Linked DNA regions of Mus musculus: regions 2, 3 and 4 are each linked to region 1. The links are chromatin contacts, called in public Hi-C and HiChIP or PLAC-seq maps. All regions are on one chromosome and are shown on one strand. The core of a region is the stretch at or near the end of the contact, and the rest is flanking DNA. Distances in the headings are between cores, read along the strand shown.

Region 1 (2,909 bases), core at 91-2,590:
GGAACTCTCCTTTGCATATTCAGGAATGTACAGAACACTTTTGGAATACACGTATGTCACAATGGAATGGCACTGAAGATGATGCACTGCTAACTTGAATAAAGTAACAAGGCTTGTACCATTAACATCCATACACTTAAAGTCTAAGCAAGAGACTTTCTATCCAACACTGTAAAGGTGGAAATCCCACAGATAAGAATGAATGAATGGAACAGGTTTGTAAGGATTTCACAGGAGAACAGCATCTTTCTTTATTTGGTCCCGGGGACTTCCTGGATGCCAAGCAGGAGTTATAATGAACAACCTGTCAAGTACTCATTTGAAGGAAGAGAGAAGAGGACAGAGACCTGGCTAGAACAGGGTTGTTTGGTAGGCCCCAGTGGTGTCCAAGAACAAAGGAAAAGATTAACATTTTATCGTTTGGACTGGTCCCATCTTTTATTTCTGTCTCCAGGTCATGCCCGGTTTCAGGATTATGTTTACCTTGGTTCTATGGTTGGATTGCATGCCCTGACTGATTCAACTAAGTACTTGGTGATACATCTGTCTGACTGCACACCAAGGCATTTGCTTGCTCTAATGTTATTTTTATTTTCCTTATTTTCATTTTCTTTTTTTATTACCCCTCCATCCAAAGATGCATCTTTTGTTTAGATTTCAAACCCTACTGTGCCTTCAACGCTTTCACGAGGATTTTCTGATAAGGAAAGCATATTGGAATCCTATCAGAGACACATGTATTGCACATGGAACCACCCTAGGCCCTACTAACATGTTTTTCTCATTCTAGATAACCCCATAGGAACTTTAGTCTCAGCACGAAGCACTTCGTGCATAAAGGCAACCAGTTCAAACATTAGGGGCTCCAGGACAGCCTATGTGTAAATTGCCACACTATGTCCCCAGACACTCTAGGAGCTAGATTTCATTATCATGCAGCACCCAGCTGCAAAGGACAGGGACTCTTTCTTCTGCTCAGTGGTACCCTCCAACCCCAGTTCCTCTCCAAACAGGGTTCATGTGGATACAGTGGTGCATGGCTTCAATTCATGTTACAACTCTGACTTTATCTTTACTTTTGATTTATTCATTCTCCTTCAGACAGAGCCATTCTGGAAGCATCTTGAGTTCAACTTCCCTCCTTCAGTGCAGAACTCTGGCCACGAGTCCTGACAAAGCGCTTTGGGAGTGGGGATCCCCTTAGGAATGAAAGACAAGTTACAGCCAGGGAGAGCCAGAAGAGAAGGAGTGGCTGTCCTCTCCTACTTTTTTTTCCCTCTCTCTTTCTCTGAGTTTGCAGCACCCTTGAACAGCCCGCAGACTCCTTATTTGGGGTTAGGGGCGCCCAGGGGAAAGGAAGCTGGGGGCCGCCTGGCGGCATTCCTCGCCGCAGTGTGGGCTCCGTCTGCCGCGGGGCCCGCAGTGCCCCCTGTCTGCGCCAGCACCTGTTGGCCCGCCAGCTGGCCGCCCGCGCCCCCCGCGCCCCCCGCGCCCGCCCGGCCGCCAGCCCCGCGCCCCGCGCGCCGCCCGCTGGGGGAAAGTGGAGACGGGGAGGGGACAAGAGCGATCCTCCAGGCCAGCCAGGCCTTCCCTTAGCCGCCCGTGCTTAGCCGCCACCTCTCCTCAGCCCTGCGTCCTGCCCTGCCTTAGGGCAGGCATCCGAGCGCTCGCGACTCCGAGCCGCCCAAGCTCTCCCGGCTTCCCGCAGCACTTCGCCGGTACCCGAGGGAACTTCGGTGGCCACCGACTGCAGCAAGGAGGAGGCTCCGCGGTGGATCCGGGCCAGTCCCGAGTCGTCCCCGCGGCCTCTCTGCCCGCCCGGGACCCGCGCGGCACTCGCAGGGCACGGTCCCCTCCCCCCAGGTGGGGGTGGGGCGCCGCCTGCCGCCCCGATCAGCAGCTTTGTCATTGATCCCAAGGTGCTCGCCTCGCTGCCGACCTGGCTTCCAGTCTGGCTTGGCGGGACCCCGAGTCCTCGCCTGTGTCCTGTCCCCCAAACTGACAGGTGCTCCCTGCGAGTCGCCACGACTCATCGCCGCTCCCCCGCGTCCCCACCCCTTCTTTCCTCCCTCGCCTACCCCCACCCCCCGCACTTCGGCACAGCTCAGGATTTGTTTAAACCTTGGGAAACTGGTTCAGGTCCAGGTTTTGCTTTGATCCTTTTCAAAAACTGGAGACACAGAAGAGGGCTCTAGGAAAAACTTTTGGATGGGATTATGTGGAAACTACCCTGCGATTCTCTGCTGCCAGAGCCGGCCAGGCGCTTCCACCGCAGCGCAGCCTTTCCCCGGCTGGGCTGAGCCTTGGAGTCGTCGCTTCCCCAGTGCCCGCCGCGAGTGAGCCCTCGCCCCAGTCAGCCAAATGCTCCTCCTCGGCCTCCTCCTGCTGACATCTGCCCTGGCCGGCCAAAGAACGGGGACTCGGGCTGAGTCCAACCTGAGCAGCAAGTTGCAGCTCTCCAGCGACAAGGAACAGAACGGTGAGTATCGCCCCCTCCTCCCCCTTCCCGCGTCTCGCTGTGCGTTCGGGTTGGCATTGTGCGGTGGCATGTGGGGTCCTCCAGTCGTGGAGCTGATGGTCGGGTCTCTGGCGCTGCAGATGGGAGTTTCCTGAGTCCGCGTGCACTTTCTGGGGTGGGGGCAGATTTCGGCAGTTTGCAACTTCCGAAGCTCACTGAGTAGAGGGAGCGGGAAGTGCCCCGCAACCTCAGAGTGGAGAGGACGCATGGGCTATGGAAAGGATTGGAAAAGTCAACTGTGACCACATTGCTAGGTGGCATATGGCCAGAGTTACAAGTAAAAGAACTGCCTTTAAGAAGAAATCCCAAAATGAATGAGTCGTGGCAAGTTTGACTTTAAGCAGGTATGGGGGGGGGTGTTAAGAATGGAGAATTCAGGAAAGGTATTAAA
Region 2 (2,748 bases), core at 34-2,533, 120 kb before region 1:
TATATGAAATTAAAATTTGGCATTAAGTTGGAGAGTATTTCAAAATAGGTTCATACCTGTAAGGATACTTAACCCACTGTTAAAATGGTTCACTCTAGCTAGAACACTTGATGTCAAATTTTAAAATGTAGGTTGTATGGATTTCTATGCTTTTTTTTTTTTTTCAAAAAAAAATCACTAACGGACTTAATTCAAAGGAAAGCAACAAACAGAAAGGTAAAGGAAGACTGGCATGAAACACTCTAAACTCACTGCTTGTAAAATATCATTAAATTTGCATGCTACTTTGTACCCTAAAAATGCCATGCAGTAAGTTGACTTGTTAGTTTTCCCATTCGTGTGGGAACTCTTGTACCAGTCATCTTCAAAAGATAGTTCTGAGTAATAGTAAAGAAACAAAACTGGAAGTGTGCTTCAGATAATGTTCCTACCTACAAATTAACATCACTGCCTATGCCCAGAAGAGAATATCCTTGCCAAAGTACAATAAACAATACAGCAAACCCTCAAGCATTTACTAACAGCAGAATAGCTAAAAACAAACAACAACAAAAAACAAAACAAAACATCAACAACAAAAAAACCCTCTTCTGTGTGCTTTGTTTTCAGATCATAAAATTGTTTTCTGCAAACTGAGACCTAAACGCCCAATTCCCATCCCACTCTGTTATCTGGAGCACCAGTGTCCTGTATTTACCCGCCCCCTCTTCTCAGGTTCACCCCATATTTATCCTATACACCCCCAAAGCAGGCCCAAAGGGCATGTCACTAGGTCCTTCACCCGCAGCCACCTCTACCACTCTGGGATGAGAGTCCCAGTACTGCAATAGGTCTGTCCCCACTTGGCTCACAGCCCCTTATCCTCCTGGAGCGATGCTAGCTGCTACAGCCGGGCTCCCGCGCGACCCTTGTCCGCAAGGCTCTGTGGCTTTCCAGAACGGCCGGCCGCTGCAGGGCCAGGTGAGCCTCCCCACAGCACCCCAGGGCCCTCGGCGCCTCTGGTCCCCAAACCCCGGCCCCGGCCCCCGCGGGCATCGGACACTGCGTCTTGCACCGAGCCCGCCTCGGGCCCCAGCTCGGCCCCGCCGCAGTGCGCAGACCCGAAGCCCGCGCCGCAGGGAGCTCGCCGCCAGGCCTTACCGCACGCGCCCCTCAGCCCTCCGCCGAGGTGACGGCGGCGCAGGTGGCGGGCGCAGAGGCAGCTGCGACCAGCGAGTCCCGCCGCCGCCCGCGCCACCGCCGCCACCGCCGCCGCCGCCGAGTTTGACGCGCCTGCTCCGCCCCTGAGCGTGCGCCGTGGCGCGCCGCGGACAACTGCGGGGACCGCGGGCGGCGGAGGTCGCCACCGAGAGGGACGAGACGCTGCACGGTGGTGGTGGGGACGGGGATAAGGGAGGGAGAAGGGACCTTAGGGCTCTTTGGAGGGCATCATCGCAGGACCCCAGCGGGAGACTGTTAGAAAAGGAGCTAAAATAAAGGAGCAGGGCTCAAGAGGAGGTTTGTGGCACTAACTACATGATGTGGGACAGCAGTTGGCCTTCCTGAACCAAAGTGGACGAGATTCCTGTGGTTTCATCATCTTCTCTTTCTGCCTTCTATCTTAATGTCGGAATGATAATTCCAATTTCTGAAGTCTGATCTTTCTACTCAGGCTTCATGTGGTCAGAATCATTACAGTAGTATAGCATACATAGTGCAAGGAATGCTGCTCCTAACATTGGTTGCACAGTTGACATTGAGCACAACAGGGTCCCTTCATAGTGTCGCCACTGACCCTCAGTGTGTCTAGACAACTGTACATCCTTCTCAATTTTATAGACGGTGAAATTGAAATTCATGCCATTAAGAGATTCAATCACCTGGAGTTTACAGATCTTAAAAGAGATTTAGCAGTGATTTTGCATGGCAGTGCCAGTTAGTTTTTGCCTTTTGGTACTAAACTACTCTAGCTTTCATTTCCATAGTTAAGAAACAACTTCTTTTAAACTTAAGCACCCTACCCATTCCTTTAAGACCCCACAGGAGTTCATTCCCTCTCTTCATACAATTTCCCTTTCTGTGGGAAAATTGATGCCCCTTGCTTCTGTCGAATAAACGCAGTTTTGTTTGCTGAGGTCAGACTGTATCTCGGAATCCCATCTGCTTTCCTCAAGCTACTGCTGGAATATTATTATGCCCGTGCCTCCATGCCCACCTGATAATAACTCTTAAGGGAAGCCTAGCAGATTTGAACCCAAGTGAGCATGGTCCAGCCTTGTATGTAGAAGAGCAGATGTTCCACTAATTCATGTATAGGCCTGTTAAACATGAGAGAGGGGCATTCCCTCCACCCAGACACTGTCTTTCAGCTCCACAAAGCTTTCTGTGTCACAAGGGCAGCAATAACTAGGAAGCAATCCTTATTTCCATTGCTAAGTCACAGCTGCCTTGTTTTAAAGCTTCACTAAATAGAACAGCATGCCTTTTTTAATTATATCAAAACATGACCACACATTTTATTTTATTTTATTTTTATGTTTTGGATTTGTCAATTTGGTATCTCTTTCACATTTTTAAATATTTATTTATTTTTAACTGTCTTCATTAATTAAACTAATAAAATTTATTTTAAAATATACAATTCAGTATTTACATTTTTAAATCATCAAAATAATTTATAATAGTTAAATGCCTCTTAAATATACATGATATCTTCTGAAGCTAAAAGTAACACGCACTCAAACAGTTTTTAAGGTCTATTAGAAACAT
Region 3 (2,728 bases), core at 145-2,644, 87 kb after region 1:
AAAGCAAGATATACTAAGACACGTTTGTAGCCTTAGGTTATTTTCATTCTGTTAAGAAGGTGGAATACTTAAACAATAGTCCTGCAGGAAGGCCTAGAAGCTTCACTTGGACAATGTCAGTCTGCTAGATGTACTGTGGGCTTTCAGATGGGATGAGATCATTGTGTGCTGTGGATCCCAGACTTTGTGCAACACATCAGGCTCACTGCTCCTTTGAAGTCTTGAGTCAACAAGGAATCCCAGTCGACATGCATTGGCAGTGTTTGCTGAGGGATGTGTTAGAAACAACAAATTCTTAATGAGACTTTTGGATTGGATGATCTAGTCTTGGTTTTGATTCCTCCATTACAAGAGAAACTATTCAAGTTTAGTGATGTGTGTGTGTGTGTGTGTGTGTGTGTGTGTGTGTGTGCATATGCATACATTTGTACATATGACTGTGCATAAATGTGTGTGTACACACATATATAAATTTCATCATATCACTATATTGTGACATATAAAATAAACAAGTATAAGATTTGGGAACAGCTACAACTCATGACTCAGAGTAGGCAATAGTATCATTCTTTATTCATAGTGGCAAATGAGAGTTAGACCACTTCTATATATCCAGAATTCTTGGTAAGAGGGTTCTTTTTATATACAGGATATTTAATATATTAACATTAATATTTTAATAGTTAATTATGATTTCTATAATACTTGTCATTGAATTCTTGGGAACTAGAAACAGTTAAGATTACTTAGACTAGGAGAAAGGATTTAGACTCGTCTTTCTACATGCAAACATGAAGGACAGTTTAAACTTTATTTGTAAAAACCCTTGTGTGTAACCTGTTACTCTTGTATTACTCAGAGATTCAGTTTAGTCTGAAATACTGTTTTTAAAACCACCACTTTAAAGTCTAGCCTGAATTTTTACCAGCAGTTTATTGTGAGGAGTACTTTCTCCTTAGTAAGACATGTTCATTGAATGTGGTCGTGCATGTCTGGGATCCCAGTGCTGAGAGAGCCAAAACAGGCGTTCACCCAGGAGCCACTCTGGGAACTTTTATTATTATTATTTTTAAATATGAATTAACCTTTTTATAGATTCTTTGAAATTTCCAGTCATTGCACTATACAGATGAGTTTTTTGGTCACATAACAAAAATTTAACCAAACAGTAAAACCAGTTCAGAATAAAATAATCTAAACACAAAAAGTATTTTTTGGAAACATGCCTTAACTAGTTTCACTTACACAGTAGTGTTTTAAGGATACTCCATATGTAAGATTAATATGAATATTACATACTGAGCAAAAATTACTGCAGGCTTTGACACAGCTGACAGTAGTAACAGACGGGGACTCTCAGGAAGGGTCACTTGTCCACCAGTACACTTCCTCATTTGCTTCAACTTTAAGCTCTAACTGCAGCTTTTCTTCTCTTCAGTCAAACCCTCAGAACAATACATGGATGCTTCGCTTAGAGCCATTATCCTTTACTTTCTTGATCTGCAGTATTTGCCAGGAAAATATTTTCTTGCTAATATTTGCCAGGAATTTCTTACGCAATTCCCATTGTAAGTTGGTTCAACCTCTGTTTTCAGAGGTGCTAAAAGAAGCCACAGCTGTGCCTACAATGGCAGTTTATCAGCATGAACTTGAAGGCCTGTACCATTTTCTTCTCACTTTGCTTCCTCTCCAGTCCCAGTATGTAAAGATGCTCCTCCATGTGCACTGGTCCTGTTTGCCCCCAGGATTTCTCACCATCTGAACTTTAACCTTTGTTCCTCTCAGCATTCAATACGTTCTATTATTGTTGTTGCTGTTGCTTTTTTTTTTTTTTCAATTTAACTTAGCCTTTATAATTTCTTCAAACCATTCATTAAATTTTGGTTTTTGGTCAGATAAAAAAAATCTAATTCATGAAAATGTATTCTTCTAAAATCTACTTAAACTTTGGATGGCAGTGTCAGCCATAGGCTGTTTGTTTTAGGACCAACTTTGTATTAAAAAGGCATCATTATGTTTAGGGTATTTTTGTTCTGACTTCATGAGGCTGAACATTCATTTGAGGCACTGAACCTTTGATTTATTAAATGCTTGAATTAACAATCTCCTTGAAGTGAGTTTATAATATCAGTTGTTTATAGGGGAGGGATATACAAGCCACTGAAGCATAGAAGGGATGATAACTCATACTTCAAGTTTCTAGAGGAGAACACTTTCTGAGATGCTGTATGGCTCAAAAGAAACATTCTTAGAAATATAAGATACTATTTTTTGTGCTTTTTTTTTCCATATAAGTCAAGGCCTTGCTGCTTCATAACACTGGAACCTAATGTGGATTCCAAAGCACTCAGGAGCTTAATTTCTAGAGATTCTTTGGATTGGGATACACAATATAAGATTGGAAAAGAAGAAAGAGAAAACCTCATCCTGATTAAATTACATAAAGAAAGTTAGATTTATTAAAGGTCAGGAAAGAAAGAAGGGAAGGGAAGGATCACTGGGTAGAAACATGGCTAAAGAAAATGGTGATTTTTGTGAAGTTGATTCTTCTGATACATTGCCGATCTTGGATTTTTTTTATAGATAAGAGGATTAAAAATTTATATAGTTGTATGTTCTGGCAAAATCTGACTACATACATGTAAACCAATCATTATGTAAACATGAATCTATTGATTAAATACATGTTTTGTGTACCCCCTACACTCAGCTACTCCTCTGATCGCTG
Region 4 (3,025 bases), core at 354-2,853, 130 kb after region 1:
GAGAAAGAGCTAAGAGTTCAATATTTTCATCTGAAGGCATCAGAAAGAGACTGTGTCATTCTGGGAGTGGCATGGGTATGTAAGAGACCTCAAAGCCTATCTCCACAAATATAAAGTTCCTCAAACAAGGCCACACCTCCTAATAGTACCATTCCCTCTGGGCTAAGCATCCAAACACATGAGTCTATGAAGACCTCACCTCTTCAAACCAGCACAGGGGGTGTGCAAGAGAAGTTGGTTTTAGAGGTCATATAAAGGTCTACTGATGTCATCTGTAGTAAGCTGATAAGGACTTCAGATTGTGAGATTCTTATGTATGGCGGGGACATAGACAAAATATTTTAAATAAAAAAACATTTGAAGTAACACTTTCTAGCATCTGTATGAAGAAGGTTAGAGATTAGTCACATACTTCATAAGTCCTTCATCTCTTATTTTAATATTCGTCAAGGTATATCAAACATTTAACTTCAGTCTCTGTAGTTGCTTCCCCAAAAGCAAATTACTTAGTCCGAGAAAATGATTAGCCACTAATACAAGATTTCAGACACTTGTGAATATGTCATTAACACTTCCTTCTCAGTTCTGTGTCCAGTAAAGACTACCTAGGTAGGATGTGTAAGCATAAGTATGGTCTCAATTAGTTGTCTGTCCAGTACAGTTTGATAATGTACTGTCTTGGAGACACATAAAGATAGAGAAAGCTAGATCCTAAGATTCAAGTATACCAAGTTTCACATCTAGTGTTAAGTCAGAGTGGGAGACATGTACACAAAGCTCAGTGGTCACCATGGTGATTGTAAGTGAATGAGAAATGGAAGGCTACTAGGATGAAAATTAATTCCAGAATATTGCATCCAATTCATTTCTCCAAACAAAGTCTAGTACCCTCATTTTAAAAGCCACGTGGAGTTACAAATGAAAAAAAAATCTGTTAGCTTGTATTTAATGTGAATTGGAGTGAATAAAATAATAAAATATTTAAGAGAAAAATATGAGCTATTTCTATTTGAAGAGAGTATGTAAATTTGTGTTTTTTGCCAACTACATCTCCTGATATTTGTTTATGATTCTGTTTCCTTATCTTTACATACACTCACCCATTCTCTTATTTAGCTAGCAGTCAAGTACCCTGCTATGCATCAACCAAATATCATGCTATGTATCAGGGATCCAAAGATTATTCAGAGCTTCTTTGACCTCCAGAAACCATTGAATAGCAAAGGAATGTTCATGAAAAAATAAAATTCAAAATTGTGATGGGTGTGGCATAGACCATGCTGCAAAGACGTCACTGCCTCTGCCTCTGGGCTCCCAGATGGTGCTTGCCCCAGGAGCTTCTATTCAGCTAAAGTCTGAAGAAGTGGAAGTGTGTCAACTGAAGTGGAAAGGTAATCCTACATTAGGGGACTTCATATATAGCTTTCAAATATTGGTGTGTAATCCTTGAAAGCTACTACTGGGTATTTTTCTACGTATATCCAGTGAAATGTACTGTTGTGCGGCTTGGAAACCCTGAGTAATAAATCCGGTGACTTAAAGTGCTTGACCTATGACAGGGCCATCATTGCTGGAATTACTGTACCAAAAGATGTGGTCATATTTACCATCTGGCGAAATGTGCTGTCTCGCCCAGGTTGAGGTTCCTAGTGACTAAAGGCTTAAGTAGCCCACAATGACTCAGTTGCCCAAAATCCCTGAAGTAGAAGGAAAGCTGTCTGCAAAATTTCATAGTTTCTCTGACTGAAGTCTGAAGGATAAGAGGGAGCTGTTGTATAGGTCTTACTTCTGGGTAACATGAAGACCTTCTGTTCTCTGACTATCCCTGTGGAGCCTTTCAATGCTCACACCGTGATGATAAACAGCCAATCAAACAGGAGTCATGAAGATATTGTCCCCAAAGTATATATTATCTCGTTAAGACTTCAGTTTCAACTTCTGTATTGTAAGCTCTAGGTTAAATGAAAATATAAACAGTTTAACAATTGAAATTACAGTACATAAGTTGTTAAAAATAGCCATTTATTGTCCCTTAGCTTTAACTGAGCATATGATAATTAGCACAGCTTTTTCAGATACATATCTGAAACATCAGAGTTCAGTTTCTATTTGCTTCTATAAAAATCAGTGAAGTGTTACTGATTGGAAGGCTATCCCACAGCAAAGGGCTTTGGAATTCATACTTATAACTAACATATTAACTAACTAATGATTAGATAGATAGATAGATAGATAGATAGATAGATAGATAGATAAAATTGGAGAGAGAGACAGACACACACACACACACACACACACACACACACACACAGAGAGAGAGAGAGAGAGAGAGAGAGAGAGAGAGAGAGAGATGGGGGAAAGATAGGGAAAGAGAAAGGAAGATATATTCAGAAGTAAAATATATCATTAGTTCTGGATATTTCCAAAGGGAAATTTAGGGCCATAGAAAAAGTGGGGAGATAAAAAATTTTTAAATATATGAATAGAAGTTATAAGATAATCACAAATTTATTTTAAAACTACCTTGTCTCTTCTCTGGGGGGGGGGGATTCTGAGAGAAATCAGCTGGAGCAAAAAAGGGGAATGCAGCAATGTATGGGAAACTGTTAAACCTGCTAGGGTTCCTTGCAGTGTGTGGACCTGTAAAAGGCTGTGGTGGAGTCTGCTATAAAAGCACCTTGAAAGGGTAACACAGAGAAGAAATAGCCAAAAGGAAAGCATATTTCAAATTGTCCAAGAAGAAAATAAAATAAAAGTATTGCAGATAATCCCTGCCTCGGGATCTTGCCTAGGGGGTGAATTATCCAAGTGGGCACTGAGCCTGGTGTTTCTCATTTCTCTTTTCACACCATCAAATATGAAGTAATCTCCTTAGCTGGACTTACAGCCCTGATCACGTCACCTGATGACCAGACCAGCTCCTTTGAGATAAAGCTGTCTGTTTTGTTTCCTTTCTTTGGAAATGAAAACATTAAAAGACTAACCCCTCCTTATTCAATCATTGGGTTCAAGAACAGAATACCAC

What was found. A called contact is a pair of places that touch in the nucleus more often than the background predicts. HiChIP or PLAC-seq counts read pairs in DNA pulled down with a chosen protein or histone mark.
Region 2: a contact with region 1 is called in a Hi-C map of cerebral cortex, with 5 times the contacts expected there. The contact joins the promoter of Glrb here to the promoter of Pdgfc in region 1. A contact is called at or near these places in 3 of 39 promoter capture datasets (the SN4741 cell line and embryonic stem cells), 13 of 484 Hi-C or Micro-C datasets (cerebral cortex, cortical neurons, embryonic stem cells and 1 more) and 1 of 115 datasets of contacts at active chromatin or transcription factors (pancreatic cancer cells).
Region 3: an H3K4me3 HiChIP or PLAC-seq map of bone marrow-derived macrophages shows a contact between it and region 1, with 5 times the contacts expected there. The contact joins the enhancer-like site here to the promoter of Pdgfc in region 1. A contact is called at or near these places in 6 of 39 promoter capture datasets (the 3T3-L1 cell line, 3T3-L1-derived adipocytes, embryonic stem cells and 1 more), 15 of 484 Hi-C or Micro-C datasets (the C2C12 cell line, CD4 T cells, bone marrow-derived dendritic cells and 9 more), 5 of 115 datasets of contacts at active chromatin or transcription factors (bone marrow-derived dendritic cells, bone marrow-derived macrophages and embryonic stem cells) and 4 of 9 other capture datasets (adipose tissue, bone marrow-derived macrophages, embryonic stem cells and 1 more).
Region 4: an HNF4G HiChIP or PLAC-seq map of pancreatic cancer cells shows a contact between it and region 1. The contact joins the enhancer-like site here to the promoter of Pdgfc in region 1. A contact is called at or near these places in 8 of 39 promoter capture datasets (the 3T3-L1 cell line, 3T3-L1-derived adipocytes, embryonic stem cells and 2 more), 16 of 484 Hi-C or Micro-C datasets (the C2C12 cell line, adipose-derived mesenchymal stem cells, bone marrow-derived macrophages and 9 more), 9 of 115 datasets of contacts at active chromatin or transcription factors (the NIH/3T3 cell line, bone marrow-derived macrophages, embryonic fibroblasts and 4 more) and 5 of 9 other capture datasets (adipose tissue, embryonic stem cells, liver and 2 more).

What each region holds. Positions count from the first base shown.
Region 1 is chr3:81,035,076-81,037,984 of GRCm38.p6, forward strand. It overlaps Pdgfc (platelet-derived growth factor, C polypeptide), which reads left to right and starts at 1,341. Exons shown (of 6, transcript NM_019971.3): 1 at 1,341-2,479. The coding sequence starts at 2,362.
Region 2 is chr3:80,912,377-80,915,124 of GRCm38.p6, forward strand. It overlaps Glrb (glycine receptor, beta subunit), which reads right to left and starts at 1,284. Exons shown (of 10, transcript NM_010298.6): 1 at 1,141-1,284.
Region 3 is chr3:81,122,282-81,125,009 of GRCm38.p6, forward strand. All of the region lies in intron 1 of Pdgfc (platelet-derived growth factor, C polypeptide), which reads left to right. Among named protein-coding and RNA genes, the nearest start is that of Pdgfc, 87 kb to the left of the region's middle. Within about 2 kb of position 1,395, at least 7 of the 459 cell types and tissues checked have an H3K27ac peak or open chromatin away from gene starts, as enhancers often do. A contact at or near this core is called in bone marrow-derived macrophages, where this site is marked.
Region 4 is chr3:81,162,703-81,165,727 of GRCm38.p6, forward strand. All of the region lies in intron 2 of Pdgfc (platelet-derived growth factor, C polypeptide), which reads left to right. Among named protein-coding and RNA genes, the nearest start is that of Pdgfc, 130 kb to the left of the region's middle. Within about 2 kb of position 1,604, at least 25 of the 459 cell types and tissues checked have an H3K27ac peak or open chromatin away from gene starts, as enhancers often do. A contact at or near this core is called in the C2C12 cell line, the NIH/3T3 cell line, embryonic fibroblasts and 2 more, where this site is marked.